2 separate regions of the Sus scrofa genome follow, and region 2 is linked to region 1. Evidence: chromatin contacts called from public promoter capture Hi-C data. All regions are on one chromosome and are shown on one strand. The core of a region is the stretch at or near the end of the contact, and the rest is flanking DNA. Distances in the headings are between cores, read along the strand shown. Region 1 holds the start of FBXO40 (F-box only protein 40). Region 2 holds the start of RABL3 (rab-like protein 3).

What was found. Promoter capture Hi-C pulls out the DNA fragments that hold promoters and counts their contacts.
Region 2: a contact with region 1 is called in a promoter capture Hi-C map of fetal skeletal muscle, with 3 times the contacts expected there. The contact joins the promoter of RABL3 here to the promoter of FBXO40 in region 1. A contact is called at or near these places in 1 of 5 promoter capture datasets (fetal skeletal muscle) and 1 of 47 Hi-C or Micro-C datasets (heart right ventricle).

Annotation. Positions count from the first base shown.
Region 1 is chr13:138,901,212-138,906,795 of Sscrofa11.1, forward strand. It overlaps FBXO40 (F-box only protein 40), which reads right to left and starts at 4,199. Exons shown (of 4, transcript XM_021070277.1): 1 at 3,740-4,199.
Region 2 is chr13:139,607,757-139,613,477 of Sscrofa11.1, forward strand. RABL3 (rab-like protein 3) reads left to right here and starts at 1,408. Exons shown (of 8, transcript XM_021070305.1): 1 at 1,408-1,921. The coding sequence starts at 1,876. GTF2E1 (general transcription factor IIE subunit 1) reads right to left here and starts at 1,727. Exons shown (of 5, transcript XM_021070303.1): 1 at 1,589-1,727.

The DNA of each region.
Region 1 (5,584 bases), core at 2,949-5,448:
AGGAAGGCTGTGACCCGTGGGTGTGTACAAGCTGTGAATGGAGCTCTGACCGGAATATTGATGAGAGCCAGGGGCCTTGGAGGGTTGCAGGAATGGTTTCTCAGGACCTGAGAGTGAGTACAGCTAGCACTGCTCCCAGCACTCTGTCGACCATTAGGGCTGGATTGAATGGAATTCAATAGGACCCTAAAGAAGGCAGCATTTTGAAGGACCTGTGAGAGCAATTTGAGATTTAGGAGGAGTTCCTGAAGTGGTTCAGCAGAAATGAATCTGACTAGGAACCATGAGGATGCAGGTTTGATCCCTGGCCTTGCTCCGTGGGTTAGGGATCTGGCGCTGCCATGAGCTGGGGTGAAGTTTGCAGAGCCGGCTGGGATCTGGCACTGCTGTGGCTATGGCATAGACAGGTGGCTACGTCTCTGACTCAACCCCTAGCCTGGGAACCTCCATATGCGGGTGTGGCCACCCCCCCCAAAAAAAGATCTGGGAGGAAAATGTAATGATATCAGATATATGCTAATTTGTTTTTGTTTTATTTTGTTTAGCTCAATGTAATGTTAATTGAATGGAAAAGACTCAGGGGTCTCCAGTTTTTGGTTTTGGTTTTTTTCTTTTTTTTTTTTTTTTTTTTTTTTGAGGAAACAATACCTGTTTCATTATTTTTTAATTTTTTATTTTTAGGCATAAATATCTTAATTATGTAGTAAAGAAAACAGCTTTGCCAGCATTAGTCAATCAATTATTCAAATTCTAATTTAGGCCTAAAAAGCTATGTTCTGATTTATGAAATGTTTTCATAAAAGTGGCGGATTTCTGCAAAGGACTAAAAAAACCAAAGAAGAGATAACTTTGCTCATTCATCTTGATCTAACTGGGAATATTTTCAGGGGGCTCCAGTTACAGCAGATACTCTGAATTCTGCCAGAATTGTTTTCTGGAGGTTACAGTGTTTGTTCTAAACCCGTGCAGTCATAATTAGAAATCTGGATCAGGCAGATAACCAGAAATCCTCTGCTCTGGAGCTTCTCAAACTTCAGTGTGCCTAGGAATCAACTGGGCATTTTTTTTCTTTTTCTTCTTTTGCCACGCCTGTGGCATTTGGAAATTCCCAGGCCAGGGATTGAATCCTTAACCTCTAGGCCACCAGGGAACTCCTGGGCAATCTTTTTAAAATGCAGATTCTGGAGTTCCCATTGTGGTGCAGCAGAAATAAATCTGACTAGGAACCATGAGGTTGCAGGTTTGATCCCTGGCCTCAGTCATTGGGTTAAGGATTCTCTGTTGCCATGAGCTGTGGTGTAGGTTGCAGACTTGGCTCGGATCCCACGTTGCTGTGGCTGTGGTGTAGGCTGGTGTCTACAGCTCCGATTTGACCCCTAGCCTGGGAACCTCCATATGCTGTGGGTGCGGCCCTAAAAAGCAAAATTACAAATAAATAAATAAAATGCAGATTCTGATCTGGTAGGACAAAGGAAAGGCTCTCATTAAACCTCTTCATTTTCTTCCAGAGAACCTGAGGCCCAGAGAAGTACTGGGTCCTACACATGCTCCCCGAGTCTCGGACTCTAATCACCTGCTTTTCTTTTTCTACTTCACCTTGATAGTTTATTGAGACATTCTGTAGAAACCAGAGTCACACACAGCTACCTGAGTGACAATAGCCAAGGGCATGTTGTCACGTAGATAGTACCAAGGGCAAAGTAGGACAGAGCCTGGAAGAATGAGGAAGAGGTGGTGACCAAGTGTTGCTGGCCAACAAAGTCATGAGAGGGCATAGAGCAGGTATATTTAAATCACTGACTCACGCAAAAGAGAATGGGATTAACAGATAATAGTTTTAACATTCTTTGCTACAATTTTAAAGTTAGTAGGCAATCGGGCTGGTGTTAGGAAGATATTTTTAGGCAAAGGGCCCTCCCAGCATCCCTCACATGATGTCAGTGACGAACTATTTTGCCTCCTCATGCGGCTAAGCCCTAGCAATAATTATTTTATTCCTGAGCTTTAACTTTAGTGGAAGTGACAAGGTCAAAAGTTGAAGGACAGAGATTCTTTAACTGTTAACCTATTAACCAGCCAATTAACCTGTTACTTTAATTATACACTGTTACTCTGTTTTCCTGCTATAGACATATTTAATTCTAGGGAAAGAAAATATATAAAGTTAAATATTAAAGTAATCCCTTTGCCTCTTGAGATTTTAACACAACTAGTTGGTTGAGGATAATTCCCACATCTGGTCCCATAATCCTGGGCTTTGGGACTATGATTTTAGCCGTTTCACTACACCCTAAAAACTACCCTCTCCCAAATCAATTCAACCTCACCATCTGCAGTTCTCTACCTATGCTAGAGAATTTTTAATCTTTCTAGTTATTTAATTAGCTGGTTAATTCTCATATCTGTTGCTTATATTATTAGTATTTCAAATTACAGTTTTATACAGGCCAAGAAAGTACAAACTAGCCACATTGTTTAGGGGTAACTCTGAGTCAGCCTGTCTGCTTGGTTGCAGCTAAGCCAACATGCCCCCCGTCTTGCTAGGACAGTATCCAAAACACACCTTGAAGACCTTCGTGCCGTGAAAACCCTCACAAAATTAAATGAAGTTAGGCAGTTATACACAGTGTATTTAATTATGCCTGGCCAACAAGCATAATTATAACCTAGACAACTTTGACAGAGTTATGGGATGCGTCTGGCAGTTACAGAGGCAGGCAGGAAGGAACCAGGAGTTAGGGCATCTGGGTCGGTTTCCTTTTATTTGGCATTGGTGCCTTTAGCTGTACACTGCAAAGGTCAGAGTGTGCAGAATCCCTTCTGCGGCACAGGCCATTTCCCAGGATGTCCTTAGCTGAACTTTTAACTATATAACCCTAAAGTGAGGTCCAGGGGAAAACAGGAAAATAAACACTGCTCCCTTATCCTTGCCTAATTTGTACATGCAGCACCGTGCAGTTATGACCAAAGCCAGAAATAATCAATCTACACTTGAAAGTGTTTGATACTTCAGGTATCATTAATCATTTTACCACTGTCCCTCTGGATGAGCAAGTTTCAAGTTTGTAATAATTTTTGGTTTGCATGTCTGTAGAAGTTTTTCAACTTGTAAAATACTTTCACTTTTATTTCATGGGTGCATTTTGGATCAAGAGAGCTGGGGAGGAAAGAACCTTGTGTAGGGAATATTGTTAGAGAAAAACAGGCTTTAAACTCTGTAGGCGGAGTTTATGTAGTATATAGAGTAAACACAATTGTGTTACATGCAACCGGTAGCTGACATAGGGTTTGGAATTTAAAGTACAGGAGAATGACTTGCAGTTAACATAGCAAATGCCAAAGGGGGAAAGATCACAACGTTTGGACTTTAGAAAATAGAAATCCTGGGTTCTGGGCCTCCCACCTATTTCTTCCCCATCACCCTAACCGCCCCCTCCACCCAATCACTACTATATAACTTTAGAGATACCACATAATGTTACATTTAATTGTAGAAAAAGAACCGTGGCTGTTAGAAAGCAGGTCATCTCTTCCTGCTCTAAGATTTTAGATTCAAAGCAGGAGTTTACACATGGCTAGGTCTCATTCTCAGCGCCAACCTTTTCTCCCCCATCATAACTAATTTGCCTAACAACCTTCTGGCTCAGGGCAAAACAGTGATGTGCAGCTCCGTCTCTGTCTCCATGTTCACCACTCTGAATGTCCCCTTCCCAGACCTGCTCACATTTGAAAAGCTTACCTTAATGGCCCGGACTGAGTCAGCATCTGCAGCACCTGCGTCCCTCGGTTGTGAGCAAGTAGATTGCCGAAGATGGCTGGCTGTGCATCAGCTGCAGCAGAGGAGGTAGGGAAAGGAGAAACAACTTCAACAGAAATAGTTCAAGTGTTTCAAAGTTAAAAATAAAACTATATCACAAGGGGCAATGTGACCAGGCTCAGCTTACGATTTTTTCCTTTCCCCTGTATTTATCAACACTGTCTGCTGAAGGGGCAGTTAGCAGGGGAAGCCGGAAGGCAAGTGGGGTTTTATATCAATGGGTTTTCATTCCCTTGAGGAAGAATGAAAATCCTTTAAAGAAGGATCTGTTTTCAAGGCCAGAGCAGCCTCTCAAACTCCTGTGCATGTGGTTGGCAGATCCAGCTGTGCTCGCAGTGGCTGGTGTAGCCCTCTGGACAGGCTGCTGCTCTAATTATAACCATGCTTTTCACCTAAACCCATCACTGGCTGAGGCAGCAACTTGTGCAAGTGACGTGTGGTCCTGTTTCTGTTTCTCCTATTTCTTGTTATGACAAGTAAATGGCTGTCCTCTCCTTTCCTCTGTGGTTGGGAAAGGGAGTTTGTAATTCAGAAATCAGGCATAGATTAAATCCAGTGTGAGAGAATTAGAGGTGGTAGGAGGCTGAGCTATCGCTTAGCCCAACTCTCCCGTTTTACAGATGAGGAGACAGAGATTTAGAGAAAGTAAATTTTTTGTCCAAGTCACTGCTTGCTGATGGAAGAGCCAGAGGAAAGACTACTGTTGTAACTCTCAGGCCAGCTCCCTGCTTCAAAGGAACTCATTCTGCTATTTTCTGAGGAAAGATAATATTTAATTCTGGCTTTGCTAATTTCTAGATATGTGTCTCAGACCAAGTTATGTAACAAATCTCTACCTCAGTTTTCCCAATTGTGAAATGGCACATATCAAGTGGTCAGTGATGCTGTTATTTGAATGTATGGACTGAAAAAATATATGCTTAAGTCTGCTGTAATTAACAGATGCTGAATTCCCCTTTCCTCTGGATTCTTCCCTGCATATATATTCATGTAAAGGTAAACTTATTTGGGGTGAGCAACTAGAGGTTGAAAATCATAAACATTTTGGAATTCCCATCGTGGTGCATTGGAAACAAATCTGACTAGGAACCAGGAGGTTGCTGGTTTGACCCCTGGCCTAGCTCAGTGGGTTAAGGGTCTGGCATTGCCGTGAGCTGTGGTGTAGGTCTCAGACGTGGTTTGGATCCTTGCTGTGGCTGTGGCATAAGCTGCCACCTATAGCTCTGATTTGACCCCTAGCCTGGGAACCTCCATATGGTGCAGGCGTGCCCCTAAAAAGCAAAAGAAAGAAAGAGAGAGAGAGAGAGGGAGACAGACAGAAGGAAAGAAAGAAAGAAGAAAGAAAGAAAGAAAGAAAGAAAGAAAGAAAGAAAGAAAGAAAGAAAGAAAGAAAGAAAGAAAGAAAAAGAAATTGTAAAAATTTTGTATACTGATCTTTGTGTCCTAAAAATTACTGAACTTGCTTATTAGTTCTAATAGTTTTCTTAAGATCCCTTAGGATTTTCTAGATATAAGATCATGTCCTCTGTGAATAAAGATATTTTTACTTATCCCTTTAGGATTTGGATACATTTTATTTCCTTTTCTTGCCTTTTTGCACTGCCTAACTTGTTCCCTGTTTCTGATCTGAGGGGAATAGTATTCAGTCTTTCACCAATAAATGTCGTATTAGCTTGGATTTCTTATAGATGGAGGATTTGATAAGTTTGAAGTTGAAGTGTTTGATAGTTTATCCTAGTTTATTGCATCTTCTTTTTATTGCAGTAT
Region 2 (5,721 bases), core at 158-2,657, 700 kb after region 1:
CAGCAGCTGCAGCTCTGATTCCACCCCCAGCCTGGGAACGTCCACTAGCCGCAGGTGTGGCCCCAAAAAAGGAAAAAAACAAAAAACAAAAGTCGGATCCTGCATCCTCATGGATACCAGTAGAGTTCATTTTCTGCTGAGCCACCATAGGAAACCCCCCATTTTTTTTTTAATGAAATAAAAATCATGAGATATCACATAAATTTTAATTTTCAGCTACTTCTCAAAAGTGGAAATATCTGAGGGAAAAAGTGAGATCATATTCCCACATGGAAACACTCAGCTGAAGAGCAATTGATACTTTAAAAAAGGGAAGGAGCTTGGCTGGCCTCTGGAGACTTTTGAGTGTGTGACCTTTGGGGGCCATGTCTGGTTTCTTCTTTTTAGTCTTATCAGTCCATCAGTCACCTATCAGTCTCACCTACAACCCTACCCTACCTAACCCAGACCCCTGAAAGCAAGTTGCTTTTGTTTTTAAACCATATGTATTCTAATCACACAAACACCAGGCAGAGTTGTAAGAACAAAGTTGAAAGTGAATGCACTCTCTGTACTGGGTCTAGGCTCCTCAGCCTCATCTGCAGCCACAATGGCATTCTCTCAATTCCAGGAGCCACACATGCTCTCTGCTTCCAAGCCTTTACACACGCCCCCACAACAAAGGCCGAAGTCCCTTCTCCTAATCATTTTTCACATCTCAAATGACATTTCCTCAGAGACACCTTCTCAGATTCTCCCTAGCAGTTTAGAATCATCCCCCTTTCACATGCTCCCATAGCTCTTTCCCCTTCTTGGTGGCAGTGAATAGTTATACTTTCTCAATGTCTACATCGGAGACAAGGGTCTTAATCTTGTTCACCACTGATTTTCCAGTATGGATAACAGCTGGTCAAGTATTTCCATAAAACTTTCAATAGGTCTCCTCAGCACGTGTTCTTCAAACATGCCCACCCTGTTAGCCCTCACCTCCCCCCATTCACTTTCCCCACTGCAGCTTCCAGAGTAAAGAAAGGTAGGGTATTGAAAACCCTCTTCTTAAACTTCAAATGGTTTTAAGCAGGAGGTGACAGCACCAAATTAGCGATTTTAAAGGATTCTGCTGACTGCAAACTGCAAAATGAAGGGAAAGAAGAAGTGGACGTGGGGAGTTCTGTTAGATTTCGATATATTACTATTCCAAATCTGGAATAACGTGGATTCTATACATCCACCTGGTTTTTCTCAGTTAGCCACACTTCACGATAGTCTCCACGGCTTCATACATAAAGTGGCATTATCACCGCGAAACCTCTGGACCAGCCCCGTTCCCAAATGTTCGTTTCCGCCCCACTGTGACAACCACGACGCCCTAAATTCCCTCGGACTCTGCCAGCTGAGTCCAGAGGCCACACTTGACGCAGCCAAGCCAGTCCTACCCGAGGTCGCACATGGGCCGCTCCGGGGTCAATGGTTCTTTGGAGGACCAAGCAGAGAACCGACTCAAAAGAGTAAGGGGGAGGAGGACAGCTAAGGAAAAAGCAACGAAGACACCCTGAAAGGCGACGTCGAACCAGGGAACCGAGGACAAGGAACAGGGAACAAGGTTTACCAAAGCGAATCCTCGTACACTCCCACTACAGCTTCCCTCTGCGCCTCAACTACCGGCTTAAACGAGCCACGCCACTTATGCGACAAAGAAAACGCCATATTCCTGCGACCAGTTTTAGAAACCACCCGCTACTTTTAACCAGGCAGGCCAATCAGCACGGTGAGGCCTTCAATCAAATCAGTCACATTCCGATTGGCCAATGGCATTGAAGACTCGGCCCTCCATACCCAGCTCTGATTGGTCTTCAATCCCGGAATAGGCGTTAACCTCAGGAAGGAGCTGGCAAGATGGCGTCCCTGGATCGGGTGAAAGTACTGGTGTTGGGAGACTCAGGTGAGCCGCTTAACCCACCTTTGGGGCTCCCGACACTTTTGAGTTATATGAAAATCCTCCCCTTTCACTCCCTCTCCACCCATCTGCGGATGAACTGACTCTGGCGGGGGGCTGACATCCCTCTCAAGGCCCAAAGACTACACTTCCCAGAGGACTTTGCTCTGTTTAAGCGAGCCGCGGCTTCGCAAGTGTTGGGGGCGCGGAGCCCGGGCCTTTCTCTGTTTTTTTTAGGTTTTTACATCTGTCTACCAGATGACCGCAGCTTAGTGATCCTTTGTTTTAAAACATATGCGGATACTGAGTGTGGTATTAGACGCCGTGCTGAGACAAAGTTAGGACCTTTCCTTTAAGAGATTTTGTTAATTAAGGAAATCAAACGTGCGCTTAGGAAACTGTACCAGGTGCTTTGCATATATTGACTCAATCCTGAGATCAGGCCCGTTATCCCATTTTACAGATGAGAAAAGAGAGGCGGAGGGCTGTAAATGACAGAACTGGTTTGAACCGAGAGCCTGTGTGCTTAAAACACTAACCTATATTATTTAGTGAAATAGCAGGTAGTAGTAATCTTTTACGCTCAACTGGGCTTCTTGTTTTCTTTATTCTCTTTAATCTTTTCTTCTTTTTTTTTTTTTTTTTTTTGCTTTTTAGGGCCACACCCAGAGTATATGGAGGTTCCCCGGGCTAGGGGTCCAATCGATCGGAGCTACAGCTGCCGGCTCACACCACAGCCACGCCAAATCCCAGCCAGGTCTGCGATCTACACCACAGCTCATGGCTCCAAACATCTGACACAATGTCTATCAGAGCAAATATCCAAAAGTCAACTCCAGAAAAGCATATCTATGAAATGCAAAGTTACCATTTATTCCAAGTTTTTAAAGAGCTTAGGAATGGAGATAATGAGAAACAGAATGAGAGTGAAGTGGAAAGGGGGAAATGAAAACTTCAGTTCCAGTTGTCAAGTGTCCAAGGTGTCAAAATAATTTTAACACTAGGAGTAAACTGGGCTTAGCATTAAGATGAGTATGACCCTCATCTTAATTTTTCTATTTCTTACAACCCAGCACATAAGAGGTTTTCAATTAAGATTAAAGAGAACAGGAGTTCCCCTCATGGAGCAGTGGAAAGAATCTGACTAGGAATCGAGGTTGCAGGTTCCATCCCTGGCCTCGCTTGGTGTGTTAAGGACCCCAAAGAGCCTGAAAAACAGCCCGACCAAACAATAAAGTTGTTGGGGAGAGGAGATGGTTGAGAACATTTTTACATTGCCTGAAGATTAGTTGAATTACAAAATATTTTACTGAGCATTTAATACTCCCTTCAGAAAGTTGCACTTTGAAATTCTATGAACATAATCTAATTTATGTCAGCTTTAGTTCTTTTGCTTGAAGTGGTGTTGAAGTTAATAAAAGCACTCAGTTTTACAGATAAAGAAAGCAGTGCTAGTCTAAATGGACTTTGAAAGAGTATCACCAAGTAAGATTTAGAACTGGAATCCAGAGTTAACAGTTTTTGATCATATGTAAAGTGAGTGCTCTCTCGCATTTATGATTCCTTTTCTTTTGCATCTAACAATCTCTTCACATTACATTTTGTTCAAACTAGTTGATTTATTCTCCCCCCCCCAAAAAAAATTTTTAAAACCTTCAGCATAACAGGTACTGAATTAGATGCTGGGGCTATAACTGTGGAATCAGTGCGTTATGCAACAGGGTTAAATTGGCTGCTGCATTAAATGGGGAAAATGATCAGGCAATTAGTAGGTTTCTTTAAATTATTATAGTTTAGTTGTAAAAGAGAAGACACAGCAGTGCCCACTGGGAAAGTGACTGATCTTGTCACACATTCACTGATGTTAGGCTATATGTGTAAAATCAGTTATTACCTTTTTATCAGTTCTCTTTTAACAGTGATTTGCTATGTGACAGATTTGAATATACTTTTTACACTTTATCTGCCTTTGTGTTTAAACTTCAAAGTTTGCTTTTGAATAAAGGCTTATTTACCCCGTGAAAATTTGAGGATTTTGCAAATATATAAAGGGATGACTTGGGATTTGTTTGTATTTCTTAGAGATATTTTATAATTTAGTGAGAAATCCTGAAAGTTTCTCTAACATCTCATACTCTTTTGTCTTTGTTCTTTCAGACATAGGGGATGAGCTTAACACACTACCAACTCTTTTGGAGCTGGCTTTTATTTGATCATACTGAACTTTTTTCTGCAGCAAATTAAGTCATTCTTTTGATCTAATTTAGTCCTAATGATGAAAACATGGGATCAGAACCTCTCAACATTCTTAAAGTTAGCCACCATTCTTGGTACTTCAATTGTTCTTACTATTTAGGGTTCATCCCATGTTAGCTAACTCTTATCACCCAAGGCAGTTAATTCATAGACACCTATACAATATTACTGCATAGAGATGTTTACTCTGACACAGTTAAGCTGAACTAGAAGCTCAAGCATTGAATCAAGCTAACTAAATGCCTAGCTGTATGCTTCCAACATAAACCTACGTGCAAACACGAAAATCAGTAATATGCCCTAAAGGCCGTAGATACCAGTGGGTTGTGGTAAATACAAAAAAACTCAGTTTAAGTACTCAAAAATATTATATACCTATAAGTAAAAAAAAAAAAAGAATTAAAGGGACATCTGGGAGAATATTTGATTAAATTGCATGAGCAGCTAATATATAAAGCGGTCACATAAATTGGTAACACTAAAACCCAGTAGATAAATGGATAGAGCACATCAATAGATAATTCATAAGAAAAACAACTGATTATCACAGATGATCATAATTATACCATTACTAGAAGGTGAGGAAATGCAGGCTAAAGCAAGATGTCAGGTTTTTTTCTTTTATAAACTAACACAGGTGAGAAAGCAACTTCATACTGTTGAGGTGCAACAAGACCTGCAGGTTTATGGGTATGGCTGGTGGTAAAGTAACCAGATAAAAGTTGTCAATATATATAATATTTATATTTAACTTTAAATGTTGATTTCCTTTTACAAACTAATTTCACTTCTGGTAAGATATACTAGGAAAATAATTTTAAACAAAAGTTTAAACAGAAATCTTTTCTTAGCATAGTGAGAAGTTCAAACACCCTATTAAGTAGAAAATGGTTAAACCAATCAATATGTTTACTCTCTGAACTATTGAGACAAAAGATGTTTATGAAGATTATTTAATAATATAATTCTTAGCCACTAAATAAGTGGCTGTTCTGAGTACCCTGTTCTGAGTACCAGAAATTAAAAAAAAAAAAAAAAAGATGAGTAAAATCCAGTCTCAGCCCTCAACTTAAAATTAAGCACAGTGAATAAAACTGATAAAAAAAGCAAGTGTACTAGTGTATTTTAAATGCTCTTTAGGAAAATGCACAGTGTACAGTGGAGATGCAGAGAATGGTAGATGACATGCTTTGTTCTCTGTATGGAGTCAGAAAAGACTTTCTAACTACAATAATGGTGAGTCTTGAAAGATTAGTTCACCAGACCATTGGGAGAGGGAAATGGAAGAGAAGGATGGGTAGGATATTTAAGACAAAGCCAGCTATGCAAGCAAAAGCTTATGTTTCATTGTTTTTAAGTACAGTATGTATATATTCACAATAACAACCTGTCCATAGAAAAATCTTGCTTGTGAAATTAAGTCTACATGCTGACAGCAGTGCTCTTCAGATGATTCTTTTTCTCCTTTTTATATACTTTATAAATAATCTGTAAATAGAATTTTATAATAAAACGTAGCAGGCCCATACACAATAATGCACACAAAGAGG